Linked DNA regions of Sus scrofa: regions 2 and 3 are each linked to region 1. The links are chromatin contacts, called in public Hi-C and HiChIP or PLAC-seq maps. All regions are on one chromosome and are shown on one strand. The core of a region is the stretch at or near the end of the contact, and the rest is flanking DNA. Distances in the headings are between cores, read along the strand shown. Region 1 has its middle 43 kb from the start of CENPF. Region 2 overlaps PTPN14 (tyrosine-protein phosphatase non-receptor type 14). Region 3 overlaps PTPN14 (tyrosine-protein phosphatase non-receptor type 14).

Region 1 (4,867 bases), core at 1,310-3,809:
TGTGCTGCAGGTGGGGCCCTAAAAACAAAACAAACCAAAAATTTTAGGTTGGACTGCCTATCTTAGAAAGTCCTATTGGTATTGCCTTTCTGGGATCTATTCTAAAGAAAGAGACATGTGGCTGGTCAGATGCACTTTATGGGCTTTTTTTAAATGGGCTTTTAAATTAATAATATGTGAGGTTGTTTTTGTTGTTAAGAAGTACAATTATTTGGAGTTACCATCATGGCTCAGTGGTTAACGAATCCAACTAGGAACCATGAGGTTGCGGGTTCGATCCCTGGCCTCGATCAGTGGGTTAAGGATCTGGCATTGCCGTGAGCTGTGGTGTAGGTCACAGACGCAGCTTGGATCTCGAGTTGCTGTGGCTCTGGTGTAGGCTGGTGGTGACAGCTCTGATTAGACCCCTAGCCTGGGAACCTCCATATGCCGTGGGAGCGGCCCTAGCAAAGACAAAAAAAAAAAAAAAAAAAAAAAAAAAAAAAAAAAAAAAAAGGAGTGCAATTATTTAAAATAAAAATGAGTCCACAGGAGTAGCACTAAATCTTATCTGGTGGTTTCCTGGGTTTTTTGTTTTTATTTTTTGTTTTGCCGTTGAACACTCGGCAACACATTCATTTTGATTCTGAGGGCAGTATGAAAAGAGTCTTTTCCTCAAGACCTCCTGGCTTTATCACTTAGCTCTCTCCACAGGCATGCCATCTGCCTGGAGGAGTATACACCTGCAGCCCAGTTCAGACTGGCAAAGTCCCCCGGAGATGAACTCATTCAACCAACCACGGACCTCCGTGTCGCTCTCCACTTAAAAACTAAAGGGGTCTGCTCAGGGTCACAGGGCTGGTCAAAGGCAGAACCAGACCCGATGTCTGCATTCAAGTTCTTTCTCTTCCACACCAAGACTGTCTCAGCTTCCTGAGCTCCAGAGGATGGTGTCACAGTGACTTTGGAGCGACAAGACACAAATGTCACTTCCTTTCCTCGAAGACCCCAAAAGATCTGTCACCTCTCCCGCTTTGACAGCCTGCAGGTACTTCCTTATCTTTAATCGTAATCCTGTTTTGGTTACATTTGGAAGGGTTATAAGCTTGCATTTGGGAGGCAGACAGAGTAGGGTCCACTAGCATATTTTTCTTGCTGTGTGACCTTTGGTGATAATTTCTTTACACCTCATTTTCCTCATCCAGAAAATGGGGAAAAAAATGCAAGAGCATCTAAAGTGCTTTCCATACTTCCTGGTACACGGTAAGGCACTCCCTCATTTTCTGTGGACATCCAGGAAGTCCATTTTGAAGCTATTCAGCTATTTCCTTGAAAGTTGTTGAAACGGATATATTTTTTTCCATTTTTTGGGCCGCGCCCAGGGTCGAGATTGAACCTGCACCACAGCAGCAACCCAGGCCCCTGCAGTGACACCACCAGATCCTTAACTTGCTGCGTCATAAGAGAAATCCCGGAGAAAATGATTTTAATTCCCTTCAGCCTCTTCCTTCCAGCCCTTTATGGTCTTTGCTTCTTCGTAGATATGGAGATGGGCAATTGCTCAAAGATGTCAGTGTGGTGACCACAGATTTGTACCTGATGGATCTAAGAGGCTCTGCTTTGGGGTTTCCAGTTCTCTTCCGCAAGAGACCCAGCGTTGTGGGACATGAAGGAATTTGGGACAACATCATCAGTGGCAATGACTTCAAGAGCCCTATTCAACATAAGAAACGTTGAAAGGACTGGGGCTGAGTAAGGTAGCAGACTTTTGCAATGCAAAGGACCATAGGAAAAAAAAAAGGGCAAATCCTTTGCTTGTGCAGCCACAGAGGTCAAGGCTTTCAGGGACTGGGACACACCCCGGCCGGTCCCTGGCAGAGCAGGTCCCCAAACCCGGGTTCCCTCGCCTGGCTCCGTGCCTGGTCCATCTTACCAGCTGCCTCTCATTAACTCCACCTCGGAAAATGCTAAGGAAGTTCCCCCCCTGTGCCCACCCAGGCTGGGTGGGGCGCTTCTGTGGCAGGAGAGAACCGGGGAAGCGACAGAGTCTAACTCCCTGCGTGCTGTAACGGCTTTTGCTATCCCTGGAGGGGGTCGGGGGTTGCTAAAACCCCAGGCCCGTACCCAGAGATTCCGGGTGGGCTGGACAGACTGCTCGCTCGGTGAAGCCACTCTCGTTTCTCCTGGTCTTTCCCTGCGACGTGGCTGCACGGGGACGTCCTGCTCGGAGGGTTTCCCCTAGTAAGAAGGACTGCCTTTCTTAGCTCCAGGGCTGAGAGGGCAAGTTCCTGCCGCTGCCCCGCCTCGGAGGGCTGCGGAGATCTCGGTGGGATTTTTCCTGCTTCCCGCTTTCGGCCCCGCGCTCAGAGGCGCTGGGTGGGGTCGCGGCGGTGGCTCTGGCTTCCCCACGCCCACTCTCGTACCCCGGGGGGTTGCATCCCGTCCTCCCGGTTCAGCCGTCACCTTTGAAAACCTTCTCCAAAGCCACCACATTCAAAGTGCGCGACTTCCCCGGGGCCTGCAGAAGGAGCTCCAGCAGCCCGGCATTCCTCGGATTCCAGCGCTGTGACGTCCCCAAGGACGCTCGCCCGCGGCTGGGGAGCTGGGGCTCCCGGCTCCGCGCCTACCTCCCCCCCCGCCCGCCCCGGGCGCCCCCGCGCGCGCCCGCCGGGCCGCATTCCTCCCCGCCCCCGGCGCGCGCCCTGCACCCCCCCGCGCCGCCCGGGAGCCGCGGAGCCGGACCTGGGGGTGGGGGAGCCGCGGCCGCCGGCGCCTGCTCCGTCCCCTCCCACTCGCACGGCCCCTTCCTCCCTCCTCTCCCGGCCGCTCGCATTTCCTGCCGCTCTGGCTCTCCCGGCCCCTGAAAGTTCGTCCCAACTTTTTCTCCCCTGGGCGGGCGCGGCGGGCACACTGCGAAGGCAGGTTGCTGTGCTCCTCCTCGCTCCGCTGCCTGCCCTCCCGGCGCTGGTCCTCGGGGAACGGACGCCACGAAGTGGCCCCTTGGCGATCTTCGCCTGCCACCCGCCCATCCTCCCCGGCCTCCTCGTCCCGGCCCCCCTCCCGCGGGACAGCCGCGATCCGGGCTGGTTCTGCTTTCCCCCTTCTCCCGGTGCCCCTGCGCCAACTCTCGCGCCGGGATCGCGGCGGAAACCTCCCTCCCCTTTCGCCTCCTCCGGCTTCTTCCCTCCGCCCCTTCTCCGCCAGCCACTGGAATCAATTTCTTGGGGGAATTGGGGCTCCGCCGCCGCCGGCCGCCGCGGAGGACAGCTTTTCCGCGCGGGTCTCCGGGGCACCGACGGGGCCATGTAAGCAGGTAAGCCGCGTCTGGCGCAGGGAGTCCGGCCCGAGGTCGGGGGCTGCCTGGACGTCCGGGCGCCTTGCCGATGACTTGGGCAAACGCTGGCAACGCCGACTTGGGATCGGCCGCCCGGGACGCTTGGCAGGGCAACCGGGGCACGAGGTGGCAGGGCCGCCGCAGAGTTTAAGTCGCAGTGGGAGCCTCCCGCTGGGGCGCACAGCTTGTCTGGGGAGTTAAGGTGAGAGACGAACGCCGTCTGGAGCGTTTGTGGTTAAACCCACACTCTCGCCCCCTCCTCCCCGCTCCTTTTTGCTCTTGGGAACCAGAGAGGGCCTGGTGAGGGCAGCTGGAGATACCCAGACGGTGGGGGCCGCAGGCTGAAAGCCAAAGACAGTGCTGTCTCTCGAGCGGGAGAGAAACTCCCTCCGCGACCCTTCTCTGCACCCCAGGGGGACGGCAGAAGAGGGAGAGGTGTTTCCGTGCCTTCTCACTAGGCCCCAGCCTTGCCACCGAACTCCTGGGCTTCTTGGCCCCTGCTTGGGTGGTCGGACCGACTTAAAGGCAGAACCTGTGGCCACATCATTTCAGAACAGGTCTCCATCCCAAACTATGGAAGTTCTGAGTATTAACCGGTTCCGAGCGCGTTGTTAATAGACTGTCTCCCCTTTCTCCTGGCCTGACCCCTAAATCTGGAGTGTGAATGTGCATAAGGGTGTTCCACCTTTTTTGAGGGAGCAGTGAGGTAGTGCTGGCCCTGCCTCCCTTTTCCTTCCACGTCCTCCAGTTCCTCGCACCTCCCCATCCCCCCGCAATTTAAGGAAATTGTGGGGTTTTGGCTTCAGTCTGTCCAGGGACTGGCTGTTGCAGGCTCTTTATGAAAGTGAAGAATCTCTGGACTGCAGGCTGCTGGGAGGTTACAGGGTTTCCGCCAATGTGTTAATTTCTTAAAATGAGTTGGTTCACCTATTCATTCAACAAACACCGGGCTGGGAAGAGGGGCTATGGGGAGAAAAAGTTGCTAAAACTAGATCTAACTGCAGCCTCCTGGAGGGAGCCCACAGGCTGATCTGGAAGTACCATGTAGTGAGAGAGCCTGAGAAGGCTGAGTCCTGGAGGGGAGGGGCAAGGGTGTGCTGAACTTAGAGGGTTGGGGTGATGCTCACCTGGAGTGCTTTCCAGGTTGAGGAAGCAGCTTGTGCGAAGTGAGAGTCCTCCAGAAGATGAGTGCAAAGCGGTTGTGCCTAGTAGTAGGTATCTGGGCCCTGGAAGGGGATGTATGGCCGGGTTGGTTCAATGTAATGGGGCTAGAATTTTTTTATTTTTTAAAATGTATTTTATTATCATTGTTTCTTCTTTAGCCGCACCTGCGGCATATGGAAGTTCCTAGGCCAGGGTTCGAAGCTGAGCTGCAGCTGTGACCTATATGGCAGCTGCGGCAATGTCAGATCCTTAACCCACTGCACCATTGTGGGAACTCCATGTTATGTATATGGAATTAAACCGGAAGCAATTATGGGAACCACGTAGCTTCCGAGGAGCACACGTCTCTCTTTTTGGACACACTTCCATGCCGATGCTGCTTCTAGAATA
Region 2 (4,867 bases), core at 1,025-3,524, 170 kb after region 1:
AATCAACCTGTAAAGAAGAGGAAGGAGGCAGAGTTTTAAGGAAGCCAAGTTCCTAGGTTTAGGAATCTAACCCATAGCAACGTCCTACTTTAGACAAACCTTCAGAACATTCGCAGCCTCACAGTGTTGGCCTTTGGCAGAGTGTTGCTAAGACTTTGGTACCGGCATAACTTTTTCCACTTTTCGCAAACCTAGAGGGAAATTGTGAAAGATGTGCCTGTGCCTCTGGCAAATTAAACTGTTTGGTTGAGGGATGGAATAAAATGCGGGGGTGGGTGCCTTGGGGGAGAGCTTTCCGAGTTTGGAAAAAGTAATCATTGGTAAAAAACAAAAAAAGGGATTTTCAGCACTGCTTGGCCTCAGGCCCTTTGACACAACTCTGCATTGAGAACCTGTCAATCTCATCAATCTAGTCATTCAGCTTTGCTAATTACCCTGCCTCTTGCCTATTTCTTGCCACCTACTTGGTCCCCTAGCCTCATTTTGGTTGTCTTCATCCTCTTCTCTGGTTACCTGTATGAAACAAAAGCCTATGGCTAACTAAATTCAGAGCCCTGGCGCCCTACGTCAGCTTCATGCATTGTCACCAAGGAGCGGGAGCCTTTTCCACTGTTTGTCGCATGTGCTTTCCCATCTCATCCATTTGGGGAATAGAGACTAGTTGATATTACCCCTCGCTAGGGCAGGAATGCCAGTACCCATCCCTATGGCACCTCCCTGACTTTTCCCCAAATTCTACGCACTTGTGAGCTCAAGGACTGCCACCCTTGGCTGGCATCTCGACCTCAGAGCAGGTCTCAGAGGCTCTTCAGGGGGCCAGTGGCTCCAGTGTGCCAGGCAGGATGGCGGCAGTGCCACTGTCCCTGAAGCTTGGAATGGGTCTTTGTTTTCTTTAATCAAGAAACTCACTGCGGAGTTCCTGTTGTGGCGCAGCGGAAACAAATCCAACTAGGAACCAAGAGGTTGTGGGTTTGATCCCTGGCCTCGCTCAGTGGGTTAGGGATCTTGAGTAGCTGTGAGCTGCGGTGTAGCTTGCAGTCACAGCTCAGATCTGGGGTTACCGTGGCTGTGGTGTAGGCCGGAAGCTGTAGCTCTGATTGGACGGACCCCTAGCCTGGGAACCTCCATGTGCCGCAGGTGCGGCCCTAAAAAGCAAAAAGAAAGAAACGGTGCCATGCCCTCCCCACATCTCAGATGCTGTCTGCCCTCCCAGAGGAGGCTGTCAGGGCCTCTGTAGCATAAGAAGGCAATGAGAACGTGTAACTCAGTGGAACTGGAGGGGCAGCCATGGTGGGAATTTGCCCTGCAGGCACCTCTCCGCAATTCTGGAGCTGCTTGTCCAATTGATGGACGATTCAGGCCTGTTGTCTTAACACCTCCTTCTTCTGGCTCTTAAGGCTGCTTGAAGACACTTCAGTGTCTGGAGTCCCCTAACTCAAAATCAGGTACAGGGAAGAGAAAAGGCCAGATCACATCTTTGAATGAATTATTATTTTTTTTTATCTCTGGTAATAAGCTGATAGGGTAAGTGAGGAACTGCTAAGAGAAAGACAAGCTGCCTTTTGCTTCGGGCTCAGTTGGGGTCACCTTACGGTGGGGGTGAGAAGGAAGCTGGAGGACTGTCAGGAGGGCCTTAGAACCATTCCTCCCCCTCGAAGTTAGTGTTTTCTCAAAACTTTGGAGATGAGTGAAACAGATGCTTAAAGAGATAACGGGGGTGGGGGGTGGGATTCTCCTTCACAAAAGCAAACTCATAAGCAAATAAAGTAACAAAACCCCCCAGATTCTCAACAGCTGCCTGGGATTGAGAAACCAGGGCAGTTCTTAAGAATATTATACTTTTTTGTCGATATTGGCACTTTTCCCCTTTCTCATAGTTCATCCTCCTCTGAGATGCCCCTTGTATCTGATGGGGCTCAGCCCCGTCACTGGACGAAGCATCTCACGGACAGGATCACTCACAAAGGCCAGGGCTCCATTCTGACTGTAGGTGCCTTGAGGGGAAGTAGGGACGCTTGCGGGGGGTATAACACAATCCCCTCCACCCACGGTTAGAATCATCCACTCTGTCATCTACCAACACCATGGTCTTGTCAAGATGCTTCTCTGGCGAGGAAATTTTAATGTTTAATTTCTATTGGTTTGTTTTTATGGCTGTACCTGCAGTGTCTTTGGAAGTTCCCAGGCCAGGGATTGAATGCGAGCCACAGCTGCGGCACTGCTGGATCCTTTAACCCACGGCGCCGGGCCAGGGATCCCACATGTGGGAATGGTGTTCACAGAGTGTAAGCAAATTCCAAAGAAAAAGGCAAAGGGCATTTGCAGCACAGCGGCTCTACCAGAAATGCTGAACGCAGCCAAATCCCAGAGGTGGTCCCCGGTGAGGACTCAGGTTGCTGCAGTTGGATTCTTAACCCACTGCGCCGCAGCAGGAACTCCTGGGGAGTAAACTTTTAAATGACAAAGAAAAAAAAAAGGTGCCTGAAGGTGTGATGAGAAACCAGGGGTAGGATGACTCCCTCCTCCGTGGAACCCAAAGGACCCCGCAAATTGGCTTCACTTCCGTGTGGATCAGACTCTTAAACTCTGCAGGACCCATCTGTTGGCATGCTTTATGAAGTCCCTGTGTTCTTCTGTCTTGTAAGCCAAAATGATGTGCTGGGGACGGGGGGAATGCTCCTTGCCTGAAGTGAGTAAATGGAGATTCGTTCATACCTCCATCAGCAGAGAGGACGTGAGACCAAACACCCGGGGCGCCCACTGATCCCGTTTCGGGGCGTCTGCAGGTGAGGAGAGAGAGGAGTCAGACCGCCACAAGCAAGGGCCAGGTGTGAGCCTCTGAGCATTTCCCAGTGTGGTCTCTCTGCTCTGCCTCGGGTCCGTATTCTCCCACAGCTCAGTCACATCTGGTGATGCCCACTGTGGCCCTCAGGGGTCATGCTCTGCATTCCTTCGGGCCCGCTGGATGGAGCAGGAGGGGTAATGCCAGCTGGGTCATCTCAGGTGGGCCCAGGCTTGGGTATTAGCGAGTTTGCTAAACCACATTGGCCCTCGTTCTGGGGCTAGGATTTCCTGGGGACCAGATTCAATACAGTCTTAGCCCCTCTAGTGGAAACTTGGGAAGGTTTTTCTCCACTTATGTATGTATCTCACGTCTTCAAAGAGCAACACATAGTTTTTATAAGGTTTTAACCCTTTCCTCTGCATAAAAGGTCCATCACTGTGATAAGGTTTGAAACCGTTTCTCTTTCCCTTGTCTCATCTTCAGCCTTCATCTTCCTCAAGTGTCTCACTCTGCATTGTTTTTCTGTGAGCCCCGTGGCAGGGTGTGTTTGTAGGGAGTCTTTGCTCTTGTTTGTTTGTGTGTTTGTTCCTTCCAACATTTTAAAATAAAAGCTCAGGAGGCCTGGAGGAGCCGTGGGAAGGCTGTGTTTGAATGTGCCCCGCTAATGGTGATTGTCTGCATTCCTTGGCTGGGGAGTTGCAGATTTGGGGAGATTAAAACACATTCCAGCATTCTCCTGCTATTACAAACAATGAAAACATGCCTTTTCTTGCCGCAAGAATCTAGAGAAGCAGAAGATGGCAGGCCTGGAGGCGCAGAAGAGGCCACTGATGTTGGCAGCGTTGAACGGACTCTCAGTTGCTCGGGGCTCGGGGAGGGAAGAGAGCCGCGTTGATGCCGCTCGCGTTCCCATGGACGAGAGGGTAAGCGCTGGGCTCGTCAAACACGTGACTCATTCTCTGGGGTCTTTGGATTCCAGCACTCTCTCCTTGTTCAGACATGCCGGCACCAAGGTTTCTCTGACGGATTCATTCTTCACGTTGAAGGTGAGTGAGACCTGGTCTGTGCTGCACAAAATTGATCCTTTCCAACATCTCATGGGGTTTTGGTCAGGTTGGGTCAATGACACCACCTGAAGAGCCCTGCCCCTAACGAGCTGTGTGGCCTTGGTCCAGTCACTCAATTTCTCTGGGCCTCTTTCTTTTTCTCACAAAACTATTGCTGTAGCTCTCCATTGCTATGCTCTCTGGGCGGGGGCGGGGGGACACATACCCTTTATTGGGGTGATTCTTTTTGATTATTTTGCACACGCATTTATAGGATTCTTTTATGGCCCTTTACGTGGCTATAACATATGGCTGATGTATAATTGTTAGGGTAATGCACTGTGAGAACTTGGGTTTTGGAAAGCAAACAGAGGTTGCATGGTAGTCTTCCTTCAGAGGAAGAAACGTGTTCCTTTAGCTCTTGAAATTGCTGTCAGGTTAAGAAACAGGTTGCGAACAAGATGAGGTTGTCAGTTTTTGCCAGCATATATGAAGTATCAGAATGCTCTCAGAGCCAGAAGGGTCTTTAAGAGGAATCGTTTCCTCCGATTAATACCGTGTTATTGTAATCACTCACTTGGCCTGGGGAGTGGGGAGAGGGGGCATCTAATCCTTAGACCTAGAGAACCGTGGGCCAGTGTATCTTAAAATACAGTGAAAATAGTTATGTCAGTGGCGAAAAGGATGTTTGGATAATGATTCACCGTCTCCTTATCACTGGACCTTTAAACAGAGATGCTCATTTAAAAAAAAACACTGATTTTGAGCTTTAGCTCTTGCCTGGTCTTGCAGATGTGTTCTGTTTAAGGGATGACGGAGAAGGTGGTTGCTGTTGGACCAGAGAAACTAGCCCTGTGGTGAACAGTGAGCCCAAATGGTCAAGCCTTCGTTGTACATCCTGAAACTCCTTAACACACACTTTCCTTGGCAATATTTTAGGGAATCTGGGGGGTTTCGTCCGAGGCTTGGGCTAAGGCCATTCGGAGAGCTGAAGACCAGTTTCTGTTGCAGTTCAGAACCCTGAAGAAGAAGCTGG
Region 3 (4,867 bases), core at 603-3,102, 130 kb after region 1:
AAAACCGTAGGCTGGTTTCTTGCCCACCTTACGTGTCCACTATGTCACCTGCCTTCCTTCCCCTGGATGCAGGCTAACCAGGCAGCAGGACCTGCAGGCCTCGGGGCAGAGGGAAACTGCGTCGGGAGCCAGGCGCGGGCTCGGAAGGCTTCTTCTTGGGATTGTCCCTGTCACTTCCACCTCCATTTCACTGACCCCAATGCTAACTGCAGATTGAATGCAGTAGGTGGCTGTGACGTGGAGGCGAGGTCCTGGGGGAGCGGCAACAGGCATTTGGAGCATTGGTAATGGCCTGCCAGTCTCCTGTCGCCACCATCCCACAACTTAGGCCGAGGATGTTGAGTCCTTGGGTACAAGCATGACCAAAATCACATGTTAAAGCTTTCAGACTTTCAAGGCTATTCTCTGTTTGAGGGATTTCCGCTGTGCTGGCCTTGGAATGAATATTTCATTTGTGTGTTTTGGTGGGGGGGGGGGGCACAGGATATTTTTAAAGCAGCACGTCCTCGGCCTCTCTGTTCTCTCTATGTGTGGTTCTGTGGCCGTGCAGTCCATACTTTCCAGAACACTGCATGGAACTTCCCAATCTGAGCGGAATTAGCAGACCTACAAGGGAAACGTCGTTGCCTAAGTGCCTGAAGTCCTCATATATGAATTAAAATCAGAGATGAGGGATCTTAGCAAGTGCGCCTATAAGCATTGGGGATAATGCTATGGGCTGAAATTTTGAAAGAGTCCTTTGATACTCGTGGCAGAAGGACTGAATGCTTTGTTGGTTTAACTCAGTATGGAATTTTTTTCAAACCTCCTTGTCAAAATTTTAGGGGGAGGAAGGAACACAGAAAAGTCATTTATTTTCTTGAAGTCAGAAATATTCCAGATAGATGAGACTTCTAGGGATGGGTCCATAGGCTTAGTTTTCAGGGGTGATGGCTTTTGGTTTTTGGTTGCTTTTTTTTTTTTTCTTTTTGGCTTTCCTGTGGCATGTGTAGTTCCTGGGTCAGGGATCAGATTCGAGCCACAGTTGTACCCTACATCGCAGCTGTGACAATGCCAGATCCTTTAACCCACTGTTGCAAGGCCAGGGATTGAACCTGAGTCCTGGTGTTGCACCACAGCAGGAACTCCCAGGGCTGATGTTTAACAGCACTGAGTATCAGGAAGCCTTTGCTGTTTCACCCAGAGAAACCTGCATTTAACCCACAAATTAATCTGCTCTGGAGATTCAAAACAAAAAAAAGCTTTGAAAATAGAAATGCTACCCTTATTCAACAAGCATAATTATGTGCACCAATTTTTAGAGGGCGAGCAAAATCATCACCTAAAACCATTCATTGGACCTCAGCAGTCTGATGGACTATTTCCAAGTCTTTGAATAGATTAAAAAAATATTTTAAAATTTTCCTTGCGGGCTTGGGTTTTCAAAGAGGATCCCTTTGGAAAGTTGGCAGATACTTACTTTCCTGGCATGAGGATTGTTTTTTTTTTTTTTTTTTTTCTTTTCCCCTCCACCCAAAGCTATGACAGGGTGGAGCGGAGTATACTTCCATGAAATTGCACGTTTCCAAAATAGGAATCACTGTTATATTTTACTGCTGTTAGAATTGAATCTCTAATCAGAAATAAGCAAACCCCAAACATTCTAGAAGTAGAATTTTGGCTCATCTTCTCTAATTTGGTCTTCACATAGGATAGAATTATTATTTTATAAAAAGTGCCTTTTGAGCAGAAATGTAGCAAAAAATTTCCACCATGGTCCAGATTTCATTGCCGTGTCTGTGGGCTCATGTAGTAACATCCACAATCTCCGATGGTAATAGCACCATGTCACTAACGCTGTTGAGATTCCTTAGTCTGGATGGCTTCCAGGAAGGAGCACTGCCTTCTTCAGCTCCTTGGCTTCGTTTCCCAGTGCAAGCCCATATATAGCCTAAATGACCAGGAATAGCCTTGGTGTTCCTTGCTAGTGGGCTGGGATTCCTTGTTGCCTAGAATGGGTGGATCTGTAATAGAATTGCTCTTACATTTCATGGAAGTGGTAATGGCAGATGAAAGTTGGCATCAGCAGGGTAAGAAAACTACAACTATTGCTTTGCTGGATCCTATGTTTTGTATGTCCCAAGTCATTTTTGTCTCCAGGGTGACATAGAAAAAAGCTCTGGCTATGGTAGATAATGCTAAGGCAACACCTTTTAAAATACTTTACTTGTTGGTTCTGAAACATTGAACCCTTGATGATGCACTGGGGTGAGGAACATGGCAGCAGTGGTCCAAGAGCTGGTAAGCATCCCTGTGGGGCAGAGGCTATCTTGGACTTCTGCAGGATGTCCTCGGTGTCTAGCCAGTATGGACATTCAGGAAGTGTTTAATGAATATGCATTAAGACCCATGTGTCTCCTGAGCTTGTAGAGCAGAAAATAATTGGAAGCCCCTTGGGATGGGAAGGAATGAATGCATACGGAAGAGTTGCCAACATTGTATGAATAGGAGGAGTGAACCTTTCATCACTTCACTACCTTGAAATTGTGTCTTCTGGTTGGTTTGGAGGGTTTTGGGTTTTTCTGTGTGTGCTGTTCTTGCTGCTGTTTTGAGAATCCCATTGTATCTCTCTCCAATAAACATTAACTTTCTTGCCCATCCTGAGATTCTGTTTTTAAGTTCTTTGGTTGATTTTTGTTGTTGTTTTGTTATTTAACATCCTTTAACTTTTCTGAAGAAAGACACAACGGCATCCTCTGGCAGGAGGATGGAGCTAAGACTTTTCCTCATCCCTCTTTTCTTCTTCTTCCCCCAGTTTTGAATGTATGATCTTCAGATTCTAAGTGGTTCCTCTCCAAAGACCTGTCTGCTTTCACAGATCTTCAGGTGTTTTGGCACCTAAAAGATCTTTGACTGAGGACCCCTTTCTTGCCTGGGTTTCCACCAGAGGATGTGCTCCTGCCCATGAATCGGCTGGGTTATAAATATAAAAGAGCCTCCACAAAAGTCTCCAGGTAGTTCCTCAAGTCTCTTGAAGGCAACATTACCTCACATGAATGAGGGCACCTCTGACTGGTGCCAAAGGAAAACCCAGAAGCAGGCTGGGGACAGGGAAAGAGCATGGCAGAGGGTGAGGGTGAGGGTGCCCAGGATGAACCTTGAAGGACGCGTAGAGGACACCACAGGAAACAGGTGCTGTAGCTTCACCGGAAGAAAGCTTCTGAAGCCCGTGTTTTCTCTCCTCCTTCAGATTTTTACCATGCTCTCTCCCAGGAAATAGGCTGAGAGTGTGCATCATTAGATCACGTTTGTAGACCTTGATCTGTTGTTTAAGTAAGGCTGTTAACTCCTGCTTGTTAGGGTGCACACTCCCTGAAACAAAGGTGCTAATGTAAAGCATTTTCGTGGGAGCTCTTGGCTTGCTGAATGAAAACGTGGAATCCGAGATTCTTGACACGCACCATGTGCAGACTGGCTGTCTCTTCCCCCTTGGAATGGAAGACAGGCTGGCAAACAGCAGGCACTCCGATCATGGGAAGGTGTGTGACCACCCTTCCATGATGGTAACTCCCCTTGGAAGAGGCATTTGGAAATATCCTTGAGCTTGGGGACTTGGTCTTAGTGAACAGGGGGAAGAAGGAAGCCTCCCTGGTATTTGCTCTGTATTGTTTGAAGACATTCAGAAAGAGCGGAATTGCTACTGCATTAGCAGCATAAGACTTACAAGTTCTTACAGGTAACCTCTCTTCCTGTTTGTGGGGATTTAGAATCTATGATGCCTCTAACTGGCTAAGGATGATGACTAGGTGAGGGCAGGGCAATATCCACTGAGCTCAGAGCAGTGAGTGCACACAAAGGTTTTTAGCACTTACCAGGGACTTGTGTCTGAAAATGAGCAAAGACACTAGTTATAGATATTAATTGATTTAGTCAACTGATGTTGAGAGGAAGTGCAATTATTATTATTATTATTATTTGGTCACACTCATGGCATATGGAAGTTCCCAGGCTGGGGATCGAACTTGAGCCACAGCAGTGACCCGAGCCACAGCAATGACAACATCAGATCCTTAATTTATTTATTTTTATTTTTTTTGTCTTTTTAGAGCCATACCCACAGCATATGGAGGTTCCCAGGCTAGGGGCTGAATAGGAGCTGCAGCCGCCGGCCTACACCACAGCCACAGCAACGCCGGATCTGAGCCTCTTCTTCTATCCACACCACAGCTCACGGCAGCGCCAGATACTCAACCCACTGAGCGAAGCCAGGGATTGAACCTGCATGCCAGTGGATACTAGTCAGATTCATTTCCACTGAGCCACAGTGGGAACTCCAACATCAGATCCTTAACCTACTGAGCCACCAGAAACCCCCAGAAAGTGAAATTATTGATTCAATAGGGGACCCTATAAGATGATTGTAGGAGTTCCCCTTGTGGCTCAGCAGGTTAAGAACCCAACATAGTGTCTGTGAAGATGCAGGTTTGACCCCTGGCTTCACTCAGTGGATTGGGGATCTGGCACTGCTGCAAGTTTGCAGCACAAGTCACAGAGGTGGCTTGGAACCGGTATCACCGTGGCTATGGTGTAGGCCTGCAGCTCCAATTCAACCTCTAGCCTGGGGACTTCCATATGCTGCAAGTGCAGCCATAAAAAGAAAAAAAAAAAAAGATTCTGAATATTTTAGGTGAAAGAATGGCAGTAGGAAAGATGGGTTGTTTTTCTATTAGACCTAAGTTTGACTAAAACAAATCTTTAAATAACTCCAAGTGTTGGTTCTTCTGATTTGAGTAGAGGTTGTTCCCACCAGACACTGGCAAGGTTATCTTGATCCTGACCTTTAGATGCAAGAGGAGAGAAGTAAAGACGCGTCTACAGAGTCTGATTC

What was found. A called contact is a pair of places that touch in the nucleus more often than the background predicts. HiChIP or PLAC-seq counts read pairs in DNA pulled down with a chosen protein or histone mark.
Region 2: a contact with region 1 is called in a Hi-C map of liver, with 13 times the contacts expected there. The contact joins two enhancer-like sites. A contact is called at or near these places in 3 of 47 Hi-C or Micro-C datasets (heart right ventricle, liver and skeletal muscle).
Region 3: a contact with region 1 is called in an H3K27ac HiChIP or PLAC-seq map of skeletal muscle. The contact joins two enhancer-like sites. A contact is called at or near these places in 2 of 47 Hi-C or Micro-C datasets (embryonic fibroblasts and skeletal muscle) and 1 of 2 datasets of contacts at active chromatin or transcription factors (skeletal muscle).

Annotation. Positions count from the first base shown.
Region 1 is chr9:129,052,877-129,057,743 of Sscrofa11.1, forward strand. No RefSeq gene overlaps it. Among named protein-coding and RNA genes, the nearest start is that of CENPF, 43 kb to the left of the region's middle. Within about 2 kb of position 2,560, at least 58 of the 83 cell types and tissues checked have an H3K27ac peak or open chromatin away from gene starts, as enhancers often do. A contact at or near this core is called in liver and skeletal muscle, where this site is marked.
Region 2 is chr9:129,218,412-129,223,278 of Sscrofa11.1, forward strand. It overlaps PTPN14 (tyrosine-protein phosphatase non-receptor type 14), which reads left to right. Exons shown (of 21, transcript XM_003130398.6): 16 at 3,565-3,708; 17 at 4,843-4,867. Among named protein-coding and RNA genes, the nearest start is that of SMYD2, 95 kb to the right of the region's middle. Within about 2 kb of position 2,275, at least 5 of the 83 cell types and tissues checked have an H3K27ac peak or open chromatin away from gene starts, as enhancers often do. A contact at or near this core is called in liver, where this site is marked.
Region 3 is chr9:129,181,774-129,186,640 of Sscrofa11.1, forward strand. All of the region lies in intron 4 of PTPN14 (tyrosine-protein phosphatase non-receptor type 14), which reads left to right. Among named protein-coding and RNA genes, the nearest start is that of PTPN14, 70 kb to the left of the region's middle. Within about 2 kb of position 1,853, at least 10 of the 83 cell types and tissues checked have an H3K27ac peak or open chromatin away from gene starts, as enhancers often do. A contact at or near this core is called in skeletal muscle, where this site is marked.